Regions from separate parts of the Mus musculus genome. Here region 2 is linked to region 1. A link is a contact called in public promoter capture Hi-C data. All regions are on one chromosome and are shown on one strand. The core of a region is the stretch at or near the end of the contact, and the rest is flanking DNA. Distances in the headings are between cores, read along the strand shown.

What was found. Capture Hi-C pulls out chosen DNA fragments and counts their contacts.
Region 2: a promoter capture Hi-C map of liver shows a contact between it and region 1. The contact joins the promoter of Prtn3 here to the promoter of Sbno2 in region 1. A contact is called at or near these places in 12 of 39 promoter capture datasets (the C10 cell line, the HPC-7 cell line, the SN4741 cell line and 9 more), 12 of 115 datasets of contacts at active chromatin or transcription factors (bone marrow-derived dendritic cells, embryonic basal ganglia, embryonic forebrain and 7 more) and 4 of 9 other capture datasets (adipose tissue, embryonic stem cells, liver and 1 more).

The regions. Positions count from the first base shown.
Region 1 is chr10:80,101,018-80,106,127 of GRCm38.p6, reverse strand. Sbno2 (strawberry notch 2) reads left to right here and starts at 3,426. Exons shown (of 32, transcript NM_183426.2): 1 at 3,426-3,518.
Region 2 is chr10:79,876,235-79,881,272 of GRCm38.p6, reverse strand. It overlaps Prtn3 (proteinase 3), which reads right to left and starts at 1,606. Exons shown (of 5, transcript NM_011178.2): 1 at 1,531-1,606; 2 at 680-845; 3 at 96-237. The coding sequence starts at 1,597.

The DNA of each region.
Region 1 (5,110 bases), core at 2,177-4,676:
TAGCTCTTCCCCGAAGTCTTGGCACAGACTGCAGCCCTAACAGGGGCCTAGCAGGATCTGGCTGTATGTCCTGGGGCAGAGAGCTGGGAGCCCCAGGTCCTGGGACAGTGACCTATAGACACCTGGGGACACCAAGGAGCTACAGGTGGGTCAGCCACTGGAGGAGGAGGATGCCTGCACTGGGCCGTGCTGGCTGTTGGGGTGAGGTGGCTGTGTGAAGAGAGACAAAGTTGGGAGGAGAGAGAGACAGGGAGATGGGGGTGGGTGGATATATCCTTTGCGGCTGCTCCTGCCTCAGTGTCCCCTTCCATACTGAGGAAAACCCAGCAAGAGCTTGAGAAAGGGAGATGGAAGGGTGGTGGAGGTGGAGAGGGGAAGAGGCGGTGCCAGACTGGGGGCCCCCACCAGGGGAAGTGGGTATAGAAAACAGAAGTGGCCAGGGGGACCATGAGGAGGAGAAGCTTTGGTGGCAGCCTGGGAACACCGGGACTTTCCAGATTGTAGGGAAACAGGAAGTGAATCCCTAGGTCCAGGCCTGCATGGCCAGGCTGGTGCACCTGCCTGATGGCTGGGAACCTGGACGGAAGCTAGCTGGCTGCTGGTAGGGCAGGGCGGGAGGTGGGCAGATCTCAATAGGGGAGCTGGGGCTGGGGCTGCTCCAGTCTGAGAAGCTGAGGGCTCCAGAAGTTCCTTAGCACTCCCTGGCAGGGCTTTCTATCCTTTGAAACAATGACATGGGCTGTGCAGAGCTGTTCAGTGCTGGTACTTTCCTATTTAGCCTAAGGTGCTGGGCTTCATCCCTCCCTATGTATCTGACCCCCCCACCCCCATATCAAATCGTAAAGCTAAAACTAGGCTGGGGCTCTGAAGGTGGACTACCCAGCATGCAGCGGGCCCTGGGTTCCATCCCCAACACCACATAAACCAGACATAGTGGCACATGCCTGTCACCCCAGCACATGCCTGTCACCCCCAGCACATGCCTGTCATCCCCAAAACTTGGAAAGTGGGGATCAGGAGTTCAAGGTTATTGTGTTTTGTTTTGTTTTGTTTTGTTTTGTTTTGTTTTGTTTTGTTTTCGAGACAGGGTTTCTCTGTGTAGCCCTGGCTGCTGGCTGTCCTAGAACTCACTCTGTAGACCAGGCTGGCCTGGAACTCAGAAATCCGCCTGCCTCTGCCTCCCAAGTGCTGGGATTACAGGAATGTGCCACCACCGACCCGGTTCAAGGTCATTATTGGCTACATTTTTGAGTTTGGGGTTGGCCTGAGTTCATGAAACTGTTCTCAAAACAAACGAAGCCACAGTTTGTCAGTGTGGTCAGTGGAACAACCTAGCATGTAGCTCCTTAGTTTAAAGGCTCAGAGGAGTAAAGTGCCTTTCCTGGGGTCACACAACAAGCCCATGCTGCTGCATCTTTAAAACTGGGCCATGTCCAGGCATGGGGCACACGCCTTTAATCCCAGCACTTGGGAGGCAGAAGCAGGCAGACTTCTGAGTTCGAGCCAGCCTGGTCTACAGAGTGAGTTCCAGGACAGCCAGGGCTACAAGGAAACCCTGTCTCAAAAACAAACAAACAAACAAACAAACAAAAACCTGGGCCATGGACTTAGAGCCAGGTCCCTGTTGCTTTCTGAGGCTGACTCCTGTGTTTCCTTGGAAATCCCCAAATCTGACTAATTCCCTAGCCATCCCCAGCTTGGCAGATTCCTTCGGGCTGACAGGGCTAGATACACCCTGGGCTGGGCAAACTGCCCCCATTTGAGGCAAGATTATCCACTGTGACTTCATGGCTTCCCGTGCTGGACGTGTGGCAGAGGTCACTTCCATGCCTTTCCTTAGGTGACCTGGGACTAATTTCAGGATAGTCCTCTGCCTCCATTTCTTCCCCTGGGGAATGCAGGTGACACATATCTCAGAGGACTAAGGTGAGAGGGAACTGGATTCTTGGGTGTGGGACTCAAGCCTCCTAGTGGGTCTCACACTTCCAAACTCTTTATTCTGTGTGTGCGCGTGGGGGGTGTATGTGTTTGTGTACAGTGTGTGTGCGCGCGCATGCACGTGTGTGTGTGTGTGTGTGTGTGTGTGTGTGTGTGTGTGTGTGTAGGTCAGAAGTTAACCTTCAAAGTTACTCCTCAGGTACCACCTGTATTGCTCCCTGAGACTTGGTCCCTCCTGGACCTGGAATGTGCCCACCAGGCTAGGAACCCTCCTGCCTCTGCTTCTGCAGCACCGGGATGATCATCTGAACCCCTGCCACCACACCTGGGCTTGGGGATAGAGCTCAGGTCCTTAGCACTTTACCCCAAGCTGGCTGCCCAATCCACTATACCAGGCTTTTTTATTGTTGTTTGGTTTTCAAGACACTGCTTCTCTGTGTAGCCCTGGTTCGCTTTGAATTCACTGAGATGGCCTGTTTCTGCCTGCCCAGTGCTGAGATTAAGTTAAAGGAGTGTGCCACCACTGCCCGGCTATACCAGGCTTTTAAACAGCTTTTCTTTTTATCTAGATTGTCTTTCCTTTTGGTCTCTGTGAAAAACTCCTGATTAAACTTAAAATCCAAGTTTCTATAGCCTTACTGCTTAAGATCTCCAGTGGTATCCTTAACTTTATGCAGAGACTCCTGCCTGGGTCTCCTTCCCTGAGGACAGATAGTCCTGATTTCCTGCCCCTTAGACAGGGGTTTTTTGGGGGCACAATAAAGAGCCAGGTTCTCATCTGGGATGGTGGCACATGCCTTTAATTTCAACACTTGGGAGGCAGAGGAAGGAAGATCTCTGAGTCCAAGGCCACGCTGGTATACAGAGGGAGTTCCAGGACAGCCAGCTACATGGAGATAAAACAGCATCCATACAGTTCATTTACTTATGGGCAAATCTAATCTCAGGGTTGCAGGACACAGGCTTCTGAATGGTGGTGCCTCTGGGCCTGAATTCATGATACCCAGCTGGGAAGGGGATGGTGACTGAACTGGCTTTAGCCCCACTGAGGCCATTGCCCTAGGTCTGGACTGAGAAGGGAGACACGTGAATTAGATCTATAGTGGGTTTTAGAGATTGGACCAGGCATGATGGTTTATGCTTTTAAGATCAGCACTTGTAGAGTTCTGGTGGATCTTTGTGAGTTCTAGGCCAGACAAGGCCACATAGTGAGACTGTCTAAAAAGAAAAGAAAATAGGGCTTTTAGATAGTTCTAAGGGAGCGGAGGATGGCAAGGGTGTGAGAGGTTGGTGGGGTCTGATGTTGCAAGTGTGCCAGGGCATGTGCAAAGCCCTGAAGGGGAAACTGAGGAACGATCTACAGCCCAGCAAGGTCAGGCAGGGGACAGAGAAGGGGTCCAGCTCCCTCAAGTAGCAAGAACTGCCCGGCCCCAAGAGGCCCCGCCCCTAAGGCCGCGCCCCTTCGCAGAAGCGGAAGTGCGCGCCGCCGGCAACATGGCGCCCAGAACCCGGAAGTGAGCGGCGGCCGCTGAGAGGCTCCGGGAAACCGAGGCGTCGCGGGCTCAGCGATCAGGTCTGAGGTGAGGCGCCGGCCCGAGACGCCACTGTGACCCTTTCGCGATCCCCACGCGACTCGTGCGGCCAGGCTCTGGTTCCGGGCTTCTCGCGGCCGTTCCTTGGCTGCAGGGTGGGAGCGGACGCGGAGGAGGGTGCCGCACCGCGCGCGACCTCTGACCCTCCCCGCGACCCCCCTGACCCCGCCCCCAGTCACGACCCCTGTGCGCCCCATCTCTCTCTGTGAGGCGAGACCCCACGTTCCGCGTGGACCTCAGTCTCGGTCTTGCCCCAATAGTCCTGACCCCACGTCCGGCTGCGACCCCTGCCCCTGCCCCAGCCGGTGAGCCTCTTGGCTGAACTCCCCCATCTCCGGGGACCTCTCTCTCACTCCTGCTTTGACCCAGCTCCCAGGGAACCCCGACTCCTATTGCGACCTCCATTGTCCGTCTTTGACACTGACCCCAGTTTCCTATGACCCCCACCCCCCCACCCCCTTTCCTTTTGGCTGACCCGGATTCCCGCCTCTGGTGGTGAGAACTTCCTTCCCTGAAAATCTTGTCCACAGCCTGTCACTCCTGGCCTTGACTCTGGTATTGGGTCTTTGGAGGTACCCCTCATTCTTTTCGGCACCTTGATTCCCATACAATCTACTTTGAACCTTGACCCTAACAGACCACCACCCTCCCATCTACAGTTGAACCTTAACCTCACCTTGGGACCCCTGTTCTCCCAGTGAACCTTAACCTCATGCCAGGGACCCCGTCCTCCTAGACCCAGGACCTTCCCTCTCCTGAGACTCAGGTTGCACCCCGGGAACCTTCTCCCGCAACTCCTGCCCTTGACCCTGGTCCTGGGAGGGAACCCCAACCCCCACCTTGTGCCATGATCATTTGACCCCAGGCTCAGTCATGACCCCCTAACCTTTCTTTTCTGTTGTTTTCTATCAACTCCTGTTCAGTGTCCTTTTTGACCCCTTTCTTTTTCTTGTGGTCTTTGACCCTGGTGCTCCGTGAGGTATTTTTGTCCCTTCCTACCCAACTTGGTGTCTTTAGCGTTGAGGGTTCTCAGGACCCCTGGCTATCAAGGAGTCTCCTTACTGGGTTTCCTGGGTGGATGCCCAGACCTGGCCCCACCATTGGTCCCAGCCACGTCTCTCAAGTCTCCTCTTCTGGTTTGGGTTGGGGGAGTGTGTAGTAGAGAGTGACTTTGAAACCACATCACCAGGGAGCTAAGTGGGGGAGAGTGGGTGCCACCACCCTAGGTACTAGAGATGCACTAGAGGGACACAGCTGAACTAGCCTGGTGGTGAGGGAGGGATCTCAGGGTGTCTCCTCAGATGTCATGATTAACGCTCTGAAAAGTTAAAAAAAAAAAAAAAAGGCATGAGTGTGTCAAGTGTCTGGGCCATCCCCCGGCTCTGCTTCCCGGAATGCCTGTGAGTCCCTGAGTCCCGCCCGCTCGGGAGCGGCTGCCTTCCTGCCTTGGCTGTCTGGTGCGGGCCACTGAACCCTGTGATTGGGGAGTGACGGGGAGCCTGGCCTTGGGGGTGGCACGACTGCTGGTGAGTTTTCCAATGTGGTAAAGGGCCCCGAGGTACTAAGCTGAGCTGGGACCC
Region 2 (5,038 bases), core at 357-2,856, 220 kb after region 1:
TCCCACACTATGACGGCTCCATGGTCCTAGCATGGCACACAGTAGGTTTTCCCTACGTGTCTTCTGCAGCAATGGATCCCCAGAACCCGACCTACCTGGAGGAGAAGCACGTCATTGAGGTTCTCCTCGGGGTTGTAATTGTTCTGGAAGACCTGACTGATGGTGAACTTCTGCTGCTCAGGCTCCGAGCTCAGCAGGTCGTGGGCACCCAGCACCACTGTCACAAGCTGCCAGGAGCTGCAGTGAAGGTTGTGGGATGTTGTTTGTTGTAGGGAAAGGGATGGAACCCGGATCGATCCTTCAACACGTTACCAAGTGCTCCACCCCTGACCACGCCCTCTGGGAGGAATCCAGGTGGGGCTCTACCATAACCACGCCCCCTAGTCGCTCACTGGGGGATTCTAGGCAGGTAGGAGGAACTCTACCCTGACCGTGCCCACAGACCCTTCCCTGGGGAATTCTAGAAGGGATATTTACCCTAACCACTCCCCTATCCCCTTCACTGGGGGATTCTAGGTGAGAGAAAGTCTCTGTTGAAATAATCTCCTGGAGAACGCATGGGGAAGAGCTGAGGCAGGTCTAGAGGGAGCCTTTGGAAGGGGAAGAGACTATGAGGTACCCATCCAGGGCTTTGCTGTCAGTTCAGACCTGCCACTCCCTCGCTGTCTCCTGAACTCACATGTCCTGCAGGCAGTGGGCGGCTGTCAGCACGAATCTCGGGTGGATCAGGGTGCCACCACAGAAGTGGCTCCCAGGGAACCTGCTCAGCTGCAGGGATGCCACATAAGGCCGAGAGTGGGGCCGAGCCTCGTGCCCACCTACAATCTTGGAGGCCTGGACTGCGCCTAGGGGAAGTAGGTGTCAGGAATGCAGCCTGAAGGGTTCCAGCCATGAGAGCCACAGTCTGTTCTACCTATGGTTTTAAAGTGACCTGTGCCTGGGGAGGAGTCGGGGGCTGACTTGAGTCTACACGTATTATTTTGTTTTGAGATAGTGTCTCACACTGTGGTCCAGGGTGGCCTTGAACTCAGCGAGATCTGCATGCCTCTGCCTCCCAACTGCTGGGATTAAAGATGTGCGCCATTCAGCTTGGCTGGTAATTCCTGATTCCCTGGAAATTCCTCCCTGCAGTGAGAGTCCGTGGGCGGCACACATACAGTAAGAACCCATCAAGGGCTGAAGCTGGTGTTGGGTTCAGTGGGTAGAGTCGTGGCTTACACGCACAAAGCCCTAGGTCCCACATCCAGTGCCACAGAAACACAGCATGGGAGCTTGCTACCCCAGTACTGAGATGAGGCATGAGGGCCAGGAGGTCAAAGCTGATTTGCTATAATGTAGCAAAGGCCAGCCTGGGCTACTTAAGACTCTGTCTAAAAAAGAACCCTAAAACAGAAGGAAAGCAGTCAATGCCCCCTCTCATTCTTTCCTTCCCAAGCATTTAACCAGGGGATGCCCTGACCTTCCCAGCTATTCTAGGAAGGTGCTGGTTAATGAACAGCTCCCCACCCCCCCACCCACACACACACTCACCACCAACCACCAGGGCAAGCAGCAGGAAGGGATGGATCCCCTTGGGGGATGGGTAGCTTCCAGCCATGGCCAGGCTCCTGGCATCCTGCTTGCTGGGGCCCTCTTATAGCCCAGCTCTGCCGGGAGCCGTTGAACAGTGGCTAAAGGCTGGGCTGTGGGTCCCACTTCCTCCTTCCAGTTTGGGGGCCCAGGAATGTTTGCAGTAGGGCAGGACGCAGGGGGTCTCTCTGGAGGCACAGGAAGCCCTCTGCCACCCAGAGCGTGCTGAGGGTCCTGGGACAAGCCACTTTAGTACCCACTCAGCTATGATCCACAGATCCTGTGATACACCCCCCATCGATGACCCTCCCCATTAATAACCTGCCTAGATTTTACTTTGGGAGTTCATTATTTCTCCTCTAATGTTGTAGTGTGTGTGTGTGTGTGTGTGTGTGTGTGTGTGTGTATGTGTGTTCATTTTAAACAGGGTTGCATGTAACCCTGGCTAGCCATGAACTCACCACGTATCCAAGGTTCCTTCTGCCTCAGCCTCCTGCACGCTCGGATGACAAGTATGCACTTCTGCACTGGGATAATTTCCTATTCTTTTCTCTTTACTGGTTTTTTTTCATATAAATATATATATTGTGTGTGTGTTTTATTTCTTTTTAATTTATATATCTTAAATTTTTTAATCTTTCTTTCTCTCTCTCTCTCTCTCTTTCTTTCTTTCTTTCTTTCTTTCTTTCTTTCTTTCTTTCTTTCTTTCTTTCTTTCTGCATAGGCATGTGTGGATGCACATGCATAGAGTGGCCTGAGGTTGACACAAGGTATCTTCCTCAGTGACTCTCCACCTTATATTGAGGCAGGGGCTCTCTCTAAGGTTTCAGTCAATCAGCTCTCTAGCTTGTTGGGGGAGAGGTGTCCCTGTCTTCTTCTGGGCCTCCTTACACAAATGCTCGGAAATACAGGAGGCTGTCTCCGCTGTGGACACGGGTTCTGGGGACTGGAACTGCAGCCCTCCCTTCTGCCATAGTGCTTTACCCACTGAGCTATCTGGCCCTTTCCCTCCCCATCCACCCCTGTTTATTAAATCCCAAACCAACATCAATCCTCCTGCCTCTGTGCTGGGATCACAGAGCAAATATATTCATTTATTATAAAATAGTCTAGCACAGCAATGGTGGCACACGCATTTAATCCCAGCACTCAGGAGGCAGAGGCAAGAGGAGCTCTTGTGAGTTCGAGGCCAGCCTGGTCTACAGAGCGAGTTCCTGGACAGCCAGGGCTACACAGAAACCCTGTCTCAAACCTAAAAAAAAAAAAATCAATAAATGAAATAGTCTAAACCCATAGAACACTGGGATACAGCCAAGTATTGAGCACTTGCTTAGGCTGCATAAGGCCCTGAGTTCCATCCCAGGAGTACAAAGTTAATGCATTCATTCCTATATGAACGAACTTCTCCATGTGTGCATGTGTGTCGTGTCTGCACAGCGGGTCGGAGGATAACAGTCAAGAGTAAGTTCTCTCCGTCCACTGTGTGAGTCCCCAGAACTGAACAGAGACCCTGAGGTTTGGCAGCAAGCGCCTTTCCCCACTGAGCCATCTCAGTGGCTCATAAATAAGGAAGGAAATTCATTAAGTTAAAAGAATAAACCACACGAAGAGAAAGAAACCACAGACCTGGGGGGCTGGAAAAAAGGAAAAGAGAGAAAGAAAAGGTTGTGTGGTTTCATTTTGAAATGAAGCCTTGCCGCTGGCAGAGGTCCGCAGGCTTCCGGGACTTGCCTCTCTGTTCCCGGACTTCTTACACAACACAACGGCTGCATGACTCTGGACCATCGGACCATCGCCAATCCTTCCCCCGCCCCTTCCTGCTTGAGGCCATGACCCCGAGTCCTCAGCATCTTTTGTGCACTTCAGGGTTCCCTGGGTGGTAGAGTCCCCAGCGTCCCCGCTCTTCAGAGAGAATGCACTGAGCTTCTACACCTGGTTCTGTCTCATGCTACTCAGGAACCATGATGTGGGCTATGTCCTGGTCAGGGCTAAGTGCACCTCTGAGAACTGTCTATTTATTCGTCCCATCATTTTAAGACAAGGTCTCATGTAGCCCAGGTTGGCTCCAGATTCCCTACGGAACTGAGGATGACCTGGAACTCACTCTGTAGACCAGGTTGGCCTCAAACTCAGAAATCTGCCTGTTTCTGCCTCCCAAGTGCTGGGATTAGGACCTTGAACCTCCTCTTTCAGCCTCTTGGCTGTTGGAATTACAAGGAAGAGTATGAACTCAGCCTCCTGCCCTTGCTCTGAACCTACCCATGATCCTTCAGTGCCTGACTGACAGCCAAACTCCTCAGCTAGGCCATGTGTCTGCAAGAGTCCACTTTCCCCAACTGCACATGGAGATCCCGCCCTGGAAGACTCTGAGTGCCCCTCCCCCACCTGTCCCCTGCAAGCCACTGCTTCCTCTTTCTCCCCAGGACCATCAGTTAGAGGCCTTCTTTCAACACTAGAATTCCCAGGGGTTCATGCAAGCTCCTCCACTATTGACAGGGAAACTGAGGCTCAGGGCTTGTCCAAGTTTCTCTGCCCCCCTTTTGGGCTTCTGTACCCTCAGACCCCTGAAGTGTCATGACTGTGTGGGACTTACCTGGGCTCTGCTACCCAGGAACTGTGGCCAAGAGCTGCTCCCTGAGGATTGATCCACCCCTTCCCCTGGACACGGGTGGATGGTGACACCTTGGGCCTGTATGAGCCACTCTGACCTTCTTCTCTGTCATTTGTTTATTTTTTTTTTTTTTGAGACAGGAACATGGGGTCTCTCTGTGTAGCCCAGGCTGGCTTCAAACTCAGAGATCTAACTGCCTCTGCCTCCTGAGTGCTGGGGCTAAGGGCGTTGCCACCACCGTCCAACTCTTGTGCATGTTTTTATAAACAGTCACCTGTAATCTAGACTGGCCTGGAACCCTATATAGACAAAGATTACCCTGAACTTTTAATCCTCCAGCCTCTACTTCCCGAGTGATAGGACGACAGGGGTGACGTGACCTGCTCTATCTGCCATTGCTGTTCTTCTGAGACAGTGTCTTACTCACCTGCAGTCCAGGCTGGCTTGCAATTCATGACAATCCTTCTGCCTCAGCTTCCTAAGCTGGCACAACAGGTTTGTGCTACAATACCTAGTCTGATTTTTAGATTTACTTATTTTATTTTATATGTGTAAGTCTTTTGCCTGCCACTGTGTCTCGTACTACATGTGTGCCTGGTGCACACTGTGAACAAAAGAGGGCACCTGATTCCCTGGGGCTGGAGTTACAGTGAGCCCCATGTGGGTAATGGCAGTTGAACCTGAGTCCTCTGTAAGAGTGGCCACAGCTCTATCCACTAAACCATCTCTCTAGTCACCCAGGACATTCTTTATTCCTTATTTATATATTTATTTATTTTTGAGACAGAGTCTTACTATGTAGCATTGCTGGTCTTTGGCTGTCCTAGAACTCACTATGTAGCCCAGGCTTGCCTGGAA